Linked DNA regions of Sus scrofa: region 1 is linked to region 2. The links are chromatin contacts, called in public Hi-C maps. All regions are on one chromosome and are shown on one strand. Each heading gives the region's core, a stretch centred on a gene start, on an enhancer-like site or on the middle of the called end of the contact. The rest is flanking DNA. Distances are from core to core; before and after follow the strand shown.

What was found. Hi-C and Micro-C count contacts between places; a contact is called where the count stands out from the background.
Region 1: a contact with region 2 is called in a Hi-C map of retroperitoneal adipose tissue, with 8 times the contacts expected there. The contact joins two enhancer-like sites. A contact is called at or near these places in 8 of 47 Hi-C or Micro-C datasets (embryonic fibroblasts, fetal skeletal muscle, liver and 5 more).

What each region holds. Positions count from the first base shown.
Region 1 is chr6:87,968,392-87,975,630 of Sscrofa11.1, forward strand. No RefSeq gene overlaps it. Among named protein-coding and RNA genes, the nearest start is that of FABP3, 21 kb to the left of the region's middle. Within about 2 kb of position 3,155, at least 4 of the 83 cell types and tissues checked have an H3K27ac peak or open chromatin away from gene starts, as enhancers often do. A contact at or near this core is called in retroperitoneal adipose tissue, where this site is marked.
Region 2 is chr6:81,706,954-81,714,058 of Sscrofa11.1, forward strand. No RefSeq gene overlaps it. Among named protein-coding and RNA genes, the nearest start is that of PNRC2, 12 kb to the right of the region's middle. Within about 2 kb of position 3,053, at least 10 of the 83 cell types and tissues checked have an H3K27ac peak or open chromatin away from gene starts, as enhancers often do. A contact at or near this core is called in retroperitoneal adipose tissue, where this site is marked.

The DNA.
Region 1 (7,239 bases), core at 1,905-4,404, 6.3 Mb after region 2:
GTTACAGCACGATGGAGTGAAAACGATCAACAGATTCCCTTGCTCGCTCCCTGGGTTGAGGAGGCGGCACTGTCAGGCACTGTCGACCCAGAGCTCTCAGGGCCTCTTGTGAAATGAAGAAGAAAGAGGATTATAATGCAACATCGCCTGGACTGCTTTCCGTGAGCAACCCCAGGATAGTCAGCAGACGGCAGAAACAGAGATGATTGTCTTTATTACAGTATCAATATTAAAAGATGTCTGAGCTAGAGATGCATGCCTTTTTTTTTTGTCTTTTTAAGACCACACAGGTGGCATGTGGAAGTTCCCAGGCTAGGGGGGTCTAATTGGAGCTATTGCTGCCGGCCACAGCCACAGCCACAGCAATGTGGAATCCAATTCCTGTCTGAAAATTACACCACTGGAGTTCCCTTGTGGCACAGTGGAAACAACTCTGACTGGGATCCATGAGGTTGCAGGTTCGATCCCTGGCCTTGCTCAGTGGGTTAAGGATCCGGCATTGCCGTGAGCTGTGGTGTAGTCGCAGACATGGCTCGGATCTGGTGTTGCTGCGGCTGTGGCTGTGGCTGGCAGCTACAGCTCTGATTAGACCCCTAGCCTGGGAACCTTCACATGCTTTGGGTGTGGCCCTAAAATGACAAAAGACAAAAGACAAAAAAAAAAAAATTACACCACAGCTCATGGCAACGCCAGATCCTTAACCCTCTGAGCAAGGCCAGGGATGGAGCCCACATCTTCATAGATACTAGTGGAATTTGTTACCACTGAGCCACAACGGGAACTCAGACATATTCCTTTTTTTTTTTTTTAATCTTTTTACAAATAAAAATGTCATATGTGTAATGAAGGCATTTTCACTGACAACAGTGTACCTGGTCGGATAATGGACAGTCCACCAAGTGGCCAGTTATCTTGGAGACTTTCGAATTAACTGCAGTGAAGAGAAACCTGCCCTGCCAGTGAGTCATGGGCATCCAACTGGCCTCCATTAGGAACAAAAGTTTTTTTTTTTTTTCTTTGTCTTTTTGCCTTTTCTAGGGCCACTCCTGCAGCACATGGAGGTTCCCAGGCCAGGGGTCAAATCGGAGCTGTGGCTGCTGGCCTACACCATAGCCACAGCAATGTGGGATCTGAGCTACGTCTGCAACTCACATCACAGCTCACGGCAACGCTGGACCCTTTAACCCACTGAGCAAGGTCAGGGATGGAACCCACAACCTCATGGTTCCTAGTCGGATTTGTTAACCACTGCACCACGACGGGAACTTCTAGGAACAAAAGATTTACAGATAACCAGATTTACAGAAAATTTACAGAAAACCATTTCTTTTCTTTTCTTTTTTTCAAGCTCGGGGTTGAATCAGAGCTGCCGGCCTGCCTACATCACAGCCACAGTCATAGCAACTCCAGATCTGAGCTGTGTCGGCAACCTATGCTGCAGCTCATGGCAACACCAGATCCTGAACCCACTGAGCGAGGCCAGGGATCGAACCCGAAACCTGATGGTTCCTAGTCCGGTTCGTTAACCACTGAACCATGACGGGAACTCCCAGAAAACCATTTCTATGGGAAGATGCGGGCTTACTGGAATCACTCCTCTGATACACTTTCCAGAGTTCCCTATGGGCCCACCCTTGAGAGTGGCTGTTCTTTTGTTTTGCCCACTAACGGCAGCCTAAGAGGGAGTATTTCAGAGAGCTCTGAAATAGCACCCCAAAGAGGAAAGGGGAACTATCATGATATAAGTCCTAAAAGTGAAGGGGGAGGCCCACGCAGCCAGGCACACATTTTACGGACGTTTGCTGCCGGTCCCGTGAAGGTTGCTACTAGTTACCAATATCAGTCATCATTGATGGATTTTAGTGTTTTTTCTAGATATGAGGAAATGCAAGAATTAGCATAAAATCTTCTCCTGGGAGTTCCCGTTTTGGCGCAGTGGTTAATGAATCCGACTAGGAACCATGAGGTTGCGGGTTCGATCCCCGCCCTTGCTCAGTGGGTTAACGATCCGGCGTTGCCGTGAGCTGTGGTGTAGGTTGCAGACACGGCTCGGATCCTGTGTTGCTGTGGCTCTGGCGTAGGCTGGTGGCTACAGCTCCGATTCGACCCCTGGCCTGGGAACCTCCATATGCCGCGGGAGCGGCCCAAGAAATAGCAACAACAACAACAACAACAACAACAAAAGACATGAAAAAAAAAAAAATCTTCTCCTGAAAATATCTATCTAAAGGCCCGTTCTTCCAGTTTTCCCAGAGTACAGCGTGTCTCACTCCTGGTCTCCCCGCTAAGCTCCACTCAGGGGGTGGGTTCGATCACTGGCCTTGCTCAGTGGGTTGCCATGAGGTGTGATGTAGGTCCCAGATGCGGCTCGGATCTCACATTGCTGTGGCTGTGTGGGTAGGCCGGCAGCTACAGCTCCGATTCGACCCCTGGCCTGGGAACCTCCATGTGCCACAGGAGCAGCCCTAGAAAAGGCAAAAAGACAAAACAAAACAAAAAAACTTTTGTTCCTAATGGAGGCCAGTTGAATGCCCAGGACTCACTGGCGGGGCAGGTTTCTGCGGGTCGGCAGCTGCAGTGGCTCATGCTCCACTCCAGGTAGAGGCTGATGGCAAGGGCCAAACTTCAGTTCACAGTTCTATTGTCATTGTTGAAGGGTTCCCATTGTGGCTCAGCCAGTTACAAGCCCGACACAAGCGTTCCTGTTGTGGTTCAGTGGGTTAAGAACCTGACTAGTAACCCTGAGGATGTGGATTTGATCCCTGGCCTTGCTCAGTGGGTTCAGAATCTGGCGTTGCCACAACCTATGGCGTAGGTTTTGCCAATGCAGCTCGGATCTGGTGTTGCTGTGGCTGCAGTGTAGGCTGGCCGATTAGATCTCTAGCCTGGGAACTTCCATATGCTGTGAGTTTGTGCCACCCCAAAGAGACAAACCAAACCAAACAAAAAACCGACAGTATCCATGAGGATAGGAGTTCAATCCCTGGCCTTGCTCAGTGGGTTATAGATCTGGTTTGAAGATACGGGTCAGATCTGGCCTTCCTGTGGCTGTGGTGTAGGCCAGCAGCTGCCACTCCCATTTGATGACTAGCCCCGGGATGCGGCAGATGTGGCCTTAAAAAGAAAGAGAAAAAAGAAAAGATATATTGTCATTGCTGAAAAAGATTCCAAAACCACAGAGCTATTTGTGACCTGGCCATGTCCCCAAGGAAGGCATGTGATGTGTCTCCTTGTTTTGAAAATACTTCCCATAGTGGAGAGGACTTCCCCAGGAAGTAATGAAACCAAGTTCCCTTTCCAGTTTATGATTAATCTCTCTATCCAAAACTTTATTCTTGGAGTTCCTGTCGTGGTGCAGTGGTTAACGAATCCGACTAGGAACCATGAGGTTGTGGGTTCGGTCCCTGCCCTTGCTCAGTGGATTAAGGATCTGGCGTTGCCGTGAGCTGTGGCGTAGGTGGCAGACGCGGCTCAGATCTGGCGTTGCTATGGCTGTGTTGTAGGCCGGTGGCTACTGCTCAGATTAGACCCCTAGCCTGGGAACCTCCATATGCCGAGGGAGTGGCCCTAGAAAAGGCAAAAAGATAAAAAAACAAAAAAACAAAAAACAAAACGTCTTTCTTGTCCCCTCTGACCTCAATCCTGTGCTAAACAATCACTCATCAACCAGAGTCAGATGACTAAAATCGCTGTTGTTGAGAACACAGTTAAGATACTAAAGTTGTTGGAATAGATAACATTGTGAGTGTGCCAATTCAGGTTATTCCTCCAGGGCAAGAGGAGCTAACGGACCCCTCCCCTGTCCCCGCCAGGGACCACCTGGCCGGATGATCATAAACCAGAGACATTCTGACTCCCGAAACTACAATTAAGAAAGGCCACTGAAAAGTCACATGATGATTAATCCCAGCCTCTTTCTCCTTCCCCTTTAAAGAAACCCCCTAACTCAAAGACCAAGTTTGGGGAGATCTGAGGCTCATCTCCCACTCCCTTGCTTGAAGGCCTGCAATAAACCTTTTACTTTGCTGCAAACGCCTGCTGTCAGAGTTTGACTTTCTGCCCAGTAGGCCCAGGAGTAAGCCCTTTGCCCAATTTCAGAAAAGTGCTTTGCACAAGACCTTAGTAAACTTGGGTTTGTCCAGCCGTGTGCCAGCAAATTTTTGTCAATTGGGTCTTCAGAAATCCAAATGTATACATTACATACATATGTGCATATGTCAACTATAAATGTTACTGACATAGGTGTTCCAGTTGTGGCTTGGTGGAAACCAATCTGACTAGTATCCATGAGGACACAGGTTTGATCCCTGGCCTCACTCAGTGAGTTAAGGATCGATCCAGCGGTTGCAGTGAGCTGTGGTGTAAGTCGCAGACGTGGCTCGGATCCCACGTTGCTGTGGCTGTGGCGTAGGCTGGCAGCTCTAGCTCTGATTCGACCCCTAGCCTGGGAACCTCGATAGGCCAAGGGTGCAGCCCTAAAAAGACAATTTCTTTTCTTTCTTTCTTTCTTTTTTTTTACTGATATAACCAGTCTATAGAACATAACTTATAAAGAACCAAAGTGGGAACTCTTGATTGCAAATCCCCTGTGGTCAGTTGATTCTCCAGAAGGTTTTTGTTAATTTTTGCTGAATCCTTTATCTCTAGTCAAACTATCTGCAATTCAACCAAACTTTGAAGTGGAATTGCATTCCAGGTTGCGACACTAACTCTTCTCCCATAAATGTGTTGTCATTCAATCTGATACGTGATCTACTGTTACACTCTTCTCACTCTCCTATAAATATATTCATTACGCTGAAACCTCTTTCAGCTTCAGCATTTCAGTTTAGTTTTGCACTGTTCATATTTTGTCCATCACTTTCGCTAATTTAGAAAGTCAACAAGCCCTGATTTGTAACATATGCCAACTCCCGCCTTGGCGGATTCCGAGTTGCTGAGGTGATGTCACTCAGCATAGAGTTGGGAAGAGGTGTATGGAAGCACGTGGTTAGGTCAAATTTCCACTGCTCAATAGATACACGATACAATACCCTGTACAATAGATACAGATAACCTCAAGAGAACAGTAAAATGTAGTAAAATCATTAGAAAGTCATGAGTTTCAGAGTATTGTCTTTGTTTTACTATTTCTTCTTTCTTTTTCTTCTTCTTTTTTTTTTTTTTTTTTTTTTTTTTGCTATTTGAGGGCTGCACTTGTGGCATATGGAGGCTCCCAGGCTAGGGGTCCAATCGGAGCTATAGCCGCTGGCCTATGGCTCAGTCATAGCAACAAGGGATCCGAGCCATGTCTGTGATGTACACAGACATCGCCGGATCCTTAACCCACTGAGCGGGGCCAGGGATCGAACCTGCATCCTCATGGATCCTAGTCGGGTTTGCTAACAGCTGAGCCATGAAGAGAACCCCTATTTCAGTATTTCCTAATTGTAAACTTATACAATTTAATTTTTTTCTCTTTAGGGCCATACCTGCAGCATATGGAGGTTCTGAGGGTAGGGGTTGAATTGGAGCTGTAGTCGCTGGCCTAGGCCACAGACACAGCAACTCAGGATCTGAGCCAGGTCTGCAACCTACATCACAGCTCCTGGCAATGCCAGATCCTTAACCCACTGAGCGGGGCCAGGGATCGAACCCTAGTCCTCATGGACACTAGTCAGGTTTGTTAACCGCTGAGCCACGAAGGGAATTCTACAATTGAATTTTTATTTTTTATTTTACTTTATTTTATTTATTTATTTATTTATTTATTTATTTATTTATCTTTCTGCCTTTTCCAGGGCCGCTCCCATGGCATATGGAGGTTCCTAGGCTAGGGGTCTAATCGGAGCTATAGCCTCGGGCTTACGCCAGAGCCACAGCAACTAGGGATCCGAGCCTTATCTGCGACCTACACCACAGCTCATGGCAACACCAGATCCTTAACCCACTGAGCAAGGCCAGGGATCGAACCCACAACCTCATGAAATCCCTAGTCGGATTCGTTAACCATTGTGCCACGATGGGAACTCCTACAATTGAATTTTTCATAATGTCTATTCAACAGCCAGCTTGCAAAATTCCTGAAACTATAGCAAGTGGTTTCTGTGAGCCTAGGTAGCACATTGGTCAGCTGTGATCTTGTCTCCATCCAAATGCATCCCATGGGACATTGTCAACAAAAGAGATCCCAAGAATGGAGAGACTGTGGTAAAGCCATTTGCCCCGAGACAGTTTGAGCTTGTTTGTGTCTCGCAGCAGAGGAAGAAACTCGAAGCAATGATTTGGTCAAATTCAGGTTTGCCCTGGGTACTTTGATTCCTTCATATCAGAATAAGACATTTCTTTTTTCACCATTAAGTGTTCAACAGACATCTCTGACCCTTGATCTCAGCTCCTCTCTGCACCCTTCTCTGTATCTGAGAGAACTTTCACTAAGATTGCACAAGCCAATGTGGCAGGAAAAATTGTTTAATTTTAAAAGAATGCAGTATCTGGAGTTCCTGTTGTGGCTCAGCAGTAACGGACCTGACTAGCATTCATGAGGATGCGGGTAGGATGGGGGTTTGATCCCTGGCCTCAATCAGTGGGTTAAATATCCGTTGTTGCTGTGAGCTGTAGTGTAGGTCACAGACATGGCTTGGAACTGGCATTGCTGTGGCTGTGGTGCTTCCATAAGCTGCACCTGCGGCCCTAAAAAGACCAAAAAATAAATAAATTAATGAAAAGCAGTATCTGTTATACTCACCCTTACCCTTCAAAACCCTACTCACATGTCACCTCCCTTCTGATATTTCATTTTCCAACACTGCTATGGCTGTGACTTGTCCATAATCCTATCGTACTTGTTTAGACAAGAGGGTAAATGTTTACTAATCCGTGCCCTTGACTAGGCTGTGAATTTTCCCTCAAGGGTGAAGATTGTGGTTGTCTTGCATGCTATTATTTGGCACAAGACACTGTGCAGGGTCTGGCACCAAGGGTTTTCTCAGTAAATCTGTCAAGTTAAAAACCTGAGGAAGTTCCCGTGGTGGCACAGCGGAAATGAAGCCAATTAGTATCCATGAGGATGCAGGTTTGATCCCTGGCCTCACTCAGTGGGTTAAGGATCTGGCATTGCCAGGAGCTGTGGTGTAAGTTGTACATGCAGCTTGGATCCCGTGTTGCTGTGGCTGTGATGGTTGGCAGCTGTAGCTCCAATTTGACCCCATCCTGGGAATCTCCATATGCCACGGATCGGCCCTAGAAAGCAAAGCAAAG
Region 2 (7,105 bases), core at 1,803-4,302:
GAGGAGGTGGGGGTGAAGTTATTTAAAAGCAGAATTCTCTTGGAGTTCCCTGTGTTGCTCAGCAGGTTATGAACCTGACTAGTATACATGAGGATGCGAGTTCCATCCCTGGCCTTGCTCAGTGGGTTAAGGATCTGGCGTTGCCCTGAGCTGTGGTGTAGGTTGTAGTCGAGGCTCAGATCCTGGTGTTGCTGTGGCTGTGGTGTAGGCTGGCAGAGGCAGCTCTGCTTTGATCCCTAGCCTGGGAACTTCCACATGCCACAGGTGTGGCCCTAAAAAGCAAATAAAATAAAATAAAACAAAATATAAATAAATAAATAAATAAATAAATAAAAGCAGAACTCTCTCAGGCCAAGAGGTCCTGTGGAAACTTGTTTTGACAAAATTCTCTTGTGTGTGACCTGATCAGGAAACTCTAGGGAAGCTTGAGCAAGATTTGACATTATGAGACAGATGCCCATGAAATTTGATTCAGAAGCTTCCCTAAAACTCAGGTTTTGTTTTTTGTCTTTTGAAGGCTGCATCCATGGCACATGAGGTTCCCAGGTGAGGGATTGAATTGGAGCTACAGCTGCTGGCTTACACTACAGTCATAGCAACTCTAGAACCTAGCCATGTCTGTGACCTACACCACAGCTCATGGCAATGCTGGATCCTTAACCCATTGAGCGAGGCCAGGGATCGAACCCTCGTCCTCATGGATGCTAGTTGGGTTTGTTAACCACTGAGATACTATGCGAACTCCCAAGTTGTGGTTCTTCTGGTAGAAGTCTGGAGAACCTCGGTAGTTTCTAGCGTAGCAAGAAGGGAAATTCTTCAACATGGTTATATTAGTGGGTTTGCCATTCCTTTTCCACACAGGGAGCAGCAAACTTCCCCAAGTCAACATTCAACCAAAATAGGATTCATTTGACAGGCGCTAAATGCAGCTGAAAAGACCTCCTTCTTCTACTTAGGAACATTCATCTGAGACATCTGCCAATCATTAACTTAACTCTTAAATTATAACCAATAATATTTCACATTCGCCTGAGCTATTTTTCATTTATGTATGTATTTATTTTTCTTTTTATAGCCACACCTGTGACATATGGAAATTCCCAGGCTAGGGGTCCAGTTGGGCCTACAGCTGCGGGCCTACACCACAGCCACAGCAACACTAGATCTAAGCCACATCTGTGACTTACACTGCAGTTTGTGGCAACGCTGGATCCTTAACCCACTGAGCGAAGCCAGGGATTGAACCTGTGTCCTCACGGATACTAGTCAGATTTGTTTCTGCTGAGCCACGCTAGGAACTCCTAGGGGGCAATCGTTTTTAAAGGGGAGTTTTAGGGATGTATAGACGGAAGGAGGGGGCTACGTATAGAAACAACAGAGTCAGCTCTGGCAGTCACCTTGTAGTAGTCTGATCGGTGTCATCTTTATTGTGTTTATTTTGTTTTTAAAAAATCTTTAATTTTTATGGCCACACCCACAGCATATGAAAGTTCCCAGGCCAGAGACTAAATCTGAGCCATGGCGACAACCTATGCCAGATCCTTTAACCCACTGCGCCAGCCAGGGATCAAACCCACACCTCTGCAGAGACCAAGCTGCTGCATCACTGTGCCACAGTAGGAGCTCCAGTCTTGATTGTTTTAAGTACAGTTAATCTTCAGCTCTAGGGTTGGTTTGTTCTCATTTCTTTGAGGCCATTTCTTGGAATTGAGGAGCTTATGTCATGCCTACATTCTGGCCATCTTCCAGCTGGTAGGGGTTTCAGTATCCATAAGACAGATCAAAGGATACAGCTCAGAATGGTATTCGTGGCCCTTGAAGAGGAACTAAAAGTCCTTGACTTTGCTTAATGACCATATGATTATTATTTGGTCTTATGGGACTGCTTTCTTTTGCTTCAGCATTTTCTCACTTCTCTGATTAAATTTATTCTTTGGCTTAAGTTTTTCTACGGCCAAAAGTCACGCTGATGACGTCCTGTCCCATTTCAATAGCAGTATAATTTGGAGTTCCCATTGTGGCTCAGTGGTAATGAGTTTGACTTGTGTCCATAAGGACGAGGATTTGATCCCTGGCCTTGCTCAGTGGGTTAAGGATCCAGTGTTGCCATGTGCTATGGTGTAGGTTGCAGACTCAGCTCAGATCTGGCATTGCTGTGACCATGGTGTAGGCCAGCAGCTACAGCTCCGATTTAACCCATAGCCTGGGAACTTCCATATGTTAAGAGTGCAACCCTAAAAAGAAAAAAAAAAAAAAAAAAAAAAAGCGGCATTATCCACAGTGGCCAAAAGGTGGAAAGGATCCAAATGTCCATCAACAGATAAATGGATAAACAAAATGTGGTATATCCTTACCAGTGGAATATTATTCAGTCTTTAAAAAAGAATGGAGGGAGTTCCCATCGTGGCGCAGTGGTTAACGAATCCGACTAGGAACCATGAGGTTGCGGGTTCGATCCCTGCCCTTGCTCAGTGGGTTAAGGATCCGGCGTTGCCGTGAGCTGTGGTGTAGGTCGCAGACTCGGCTTGGATCCCACGTTGCTGTGGCTCTGGCATAGGCCAGTGGCTACAGCTCCGATTGGACCCCTAGCCTGGGAACCGCCATATGCCGCGGGAGTGGCCCAAGAAAGAGCAAAAAGACAAAAAAAAAAAAAAAAAAAAAAGAATGGAAATTCAAATACATATTGTGACGTAGGTGAACCTTGATGATGTTATGCTAAGTGAAATCGGCTGGACACAAGAGGAAAAATATTGTATGATTCTATTTAAATGAGGTACCTAGAGGTGTCAAAATCAGAGAGACAGAAAGTAGAACAGTGGTTATTATCAGGGGTGAGGGAAGGGGAAAAGGGAGAGTTATTGTTTATTGGGGACAGAGTTTCAGTTTCAGATGATAAAAAGTTCTGCAGAGGGGCAGTGGTGATGGTTGTACCACAGTGTAAATGCACGTAATGCCACCGAACTGCACACTTAATGGTGGTTAAGGTGGTAAATTTTGTGTTATTTGTATTTTACCGCAATACAAAACCAGTGATGGGATGTTACTTCTGAGATGAGGTCACAAAAAGACTGTGACTTCCACCTTGCTTTTGCTCTCAGGCTTTAGCCTGCCCTGAGGGAAAGTCCTTGCTGAAAGGCATATTTTTTGCAGAGAAGGCCCTGGGACAAGGAAATGAAGCCTTCAGACAAGAGCCAGGGAGAACCCGAGGCCTGTGGACAGCTGTGTGAGGGAGTCTGGAAGTGGATCCTCCCCAAGTCGAGCCCGGAAGTGACTGAAGCCCTTGAGATGACAGACTCCCCATTGCAGTCTTGGGAGGAAGCTGAGCCTCTTATTTCCTGAATGAGAGATTAAAATAAAAGCTCAAAATGACCCCCCCAAAATTGTGCAGAATGCAATATACAAACAGGTGATGATCATCCTATCTCAAGATGAATGCCTACAGGAACAAAAACCGCATATCTAAATGAAACCAATCCTGCCAGCCATCACCGTTGAAGGACCGTTTGGCCACATGGGTTGCTCTGCGTGGCAAGAACACAGGGTGCTTCCGGCACTCAGCGCTGCCACGACACAATCCTTGGCATCCACTCTTGGGACTAACCCTGTTCAGGCCCCAGGGAAATGCTTTCCACATAACCTTGCCCCGTGGCCTTGAAACAAAAGGCAACTGCATCCAAATGCTATGAAGGTTTGCGATTGATTTTGTCATTATGAATGTAAGTTTGACAAGGTAGGAAGATTGGACATCTTTTATTTAAATGTTTTTTTGGTTTGTCCCATTTAAATATTTAGGCAAATGATGGAAGGATCTCCATTTGCACCCTTGACCGAGACCCCAGATACGTCAGGGGGTTTCAGCTAGTACCGTGGCACGTTGAAAAGATCCATGGTATAAAGAAGTATCTTTTTTTTTTTTTTTTTGCTTTTTAAGGTCACACCCAAGGCATATGGAGGTTCCTAGGCTAGGGGGTCTAATCAGAGCTATAGCTGTCAGCCTACACCAGAGCCACAGCAACACAGGATCTGAGCCATGTCTGCGACCTATACCACAGCTCAGGGCAACACCGTATGCTTAACCCACTGAGCGAGGCCAGGGATGGAACGTGCATCCTCATGGATACTAGTCGGATTCGTTAACTGTTGAGCCATGATGGGAACTCTATAAAGAAGTATTTTTATTTTACTTCCTTTTTCTACCATGGTAAAACATGAGAGTCCAACTTCATTTTTTGCATGAAGTCATTGAAATGACTGCCCTCTCCTCCACTGAATGGTCTTGGCACCCTTGCTGAAAATCATTTGAGCATGTATATGAGGTTTTATTTGCGGGCTCTTTATTCTATTCTATTGATCTGTATATTTAAGCCAGTCTTCCATTGTTTTGATGACTGTAACTTTGCAGTAAATTTTGAAATCAGAAAGTGTGAGACTTTCAACTTTGTCCTTCCGTTTTCAAAGTCGTCTTGGCTATTCAAGCTTCTTTGAGATTCCACATGATTTTTAGGATGGATTTTTCTATCTGAAAAAAAATGTCATTGGGATATTGATAGGGATTACATTGAGTCTATACATCACTTTGGGTAGTACTGGTATCTTCCTTTTTTTTTTGTCTTTTTTTGGGCTGCACCTGTGGCATATGGAGGTTCCCAGGCTAGGGATCAAATCGGACCTGTAGCTGCCAGCCTATGCCACAGCCACAGCAATGCTGTGGATCCGAGCTGTGTTTCTGACCTACACCACAGCTCACGGCAACGCCAGATCCTTAACCCACTGAGTGAGGTCAGGGATCGAACCTGTGTCCTCAGAGATACTAGTGGGTTCGTTAACAACTGAGACATGACGAGAACTCCAGTACTGGTATTTTAACAATATTAACTCTTTTAAACCATGAACATTGGTGTCTTTTCATTTATTCATATATTCTTTTTTTTTTTTTTTTTTTTTTTGTCTTTTGTCTTTTTAGCGCTGCACCTGCAGCATATGGAGGTTCCCAGGCTAGGGGTTGAATCGGAGCTGTTGCTGCCGGCCTACACCACAGCCACAGCAATGCCAGATCTGAGCCACGTCTGTGACCTACACCACAGCTCAAGGCAACACCGGATCCTTAACTCACTGAGCGAGGCCAGGGATTGAACCAGCAATCTCATAGTTCCTAGTCCGATTCGTTTCTCTTGTGCCACGACGGGGAACTCCTATTCGTGTATTCTTCAATTCTTCTAGAATTTTTTTTATGTTTTCATTGAACAAGACTTTCACCCCCTTGGTTGAATTATTAAGTATTTTATTCTTTTTTATGCTATTGTAAATGGAGTTGTTTTCTTAATTTCCTTTTCAGATTATTCATTGTTATAGAAAATGCAACTGATTTTGGTGAGTTGAATTTGTATTGTTACTTTGTCAAATTTGTTTGTTAGTTCTAATGGATTTTTGTGGAATTTTGTGGTTTTCTACATATAAAATCATACCACCTGCAAGACCTCTCTTTACTTACCTTCTGTCTAGTTATTCTGTCTTTTATTGAGAGGAGGGTATTGAAGTCTCCAACTACCATTGTGGAATTCTCTATTTTTTCCTTCAGTTCTATCGATTTTGGCCTCATACGTTGGCTGGTCTGCTATTAGGTGCATAAACATATTCTTTTAAATACGTTCAGGTTGATAGTTCTTTTCCAGTCAATGGATGAAATACCCATTTTCATAAGGAGGTGACCATTTTGCTTACTCCTAGGCAGGGCTGTCATTTAGCCAGTATGCTCCCAATGGTCCTACTGGCTGTCGAATTTCAATGAGTCAAATGTCTGATGTTGTCTGTACTGTATGTACCAGCTGTTATTTTTCTTTTGGGTAATAGAATTCTGTGATCACTTTACATTTTTAAACTCAATTTTGACTCGGTAATTAAATTTGGCCAGTCCGGGAATTAAGTTCAGAGTTGAATGCTCTGGTTTTCCTTATTCCTCCTTCTGCTGCTTGCTAACTATATAGCTTTTGACATCACTGAGATTTCAGTCTTGGAGGAAGATGGGTAAAGGAGACCAAGAAAGTTCCTTTTTTTTTTTTTCTTTAATAAAGTTGTTATTTTATTTATTTTTTCTTTTTAGGGCCACATCTGGGGCATATGGAACTTCCCAGGCTAGGGGAACTACAGATGCCGGCCTACGACACAGCCACAGCAACACCAGATAAGAGGCACATCTTTGACCTATGCTGCAGCTCACAGCAACGCCAGATCCTTAATCCACTGAGCGAAGCCGGGGATTGAACCCACATCTTCATGGATACCAGTCGGGTTCTTAACCCACTGAACCACAATGGGAACTCCAAGAAAGTTCCTTGACCAGATCTCTTGCCAGGTGGCTTCATCTTTTCTTGGCTTGATAGATATCTGAAGCCGCCACTTTCTCCCATGGGTACTTTTGGGGGCTCTTCAGCCCCCACTTCTTGTAAGTTCACCTGGCTGCAGTTTTTTTGCTGTGGGCCATGTTTCTCCTTAGGCTGGCTGCTGCAGCAGCTCCCTCAGCTTCTGCCTCTTAGTGGTATACTTCCACTGGGAGAACCACCCTTGTGGGCAAGATCCCTCTGAAAATAACCTCACATGGGGAGACTATAAATACTCTAGTTTTTCTTTTCTTTCTTTTTTTTTTTTTTTTTTTTTTTGTCTTTTTGCCTTTTTGCCTTTTCTAGGACTGCTCCCGCAGCATATGGAGATTACCAGGCTAGGGGTCCAATCAAAGCTGCAGCCACAGGCCTACACCACAGCCACAGCGACGCAGGATCCAAGCCCCGTCTTCGACCTACAGCACAGCTCACGGCAGCGCCAGATCCTTAACCCACTGAGCAAGGCCAGGGATCAAACCTGCAACCTCATGGTTCCTAGTCAGATTCGTTAACCACTGGGCCATGACAGGAACTCCTCTTTGCTTCTTCTTCTACTTCTTCTTCTTCTTCTTTTTTTTTTCTTTGCGTCTTTTCTAATTGGCATTAGGAAAATATGTGCAAGTTTACTGGGCTGATGAAAGCCTGGACTCAAAACGGTGGCAAGTTGTATTCTGAGCATTTTCTAGAACACAGACCCTAGAGATTATGCCAGTAGAGCAGCATGGCTA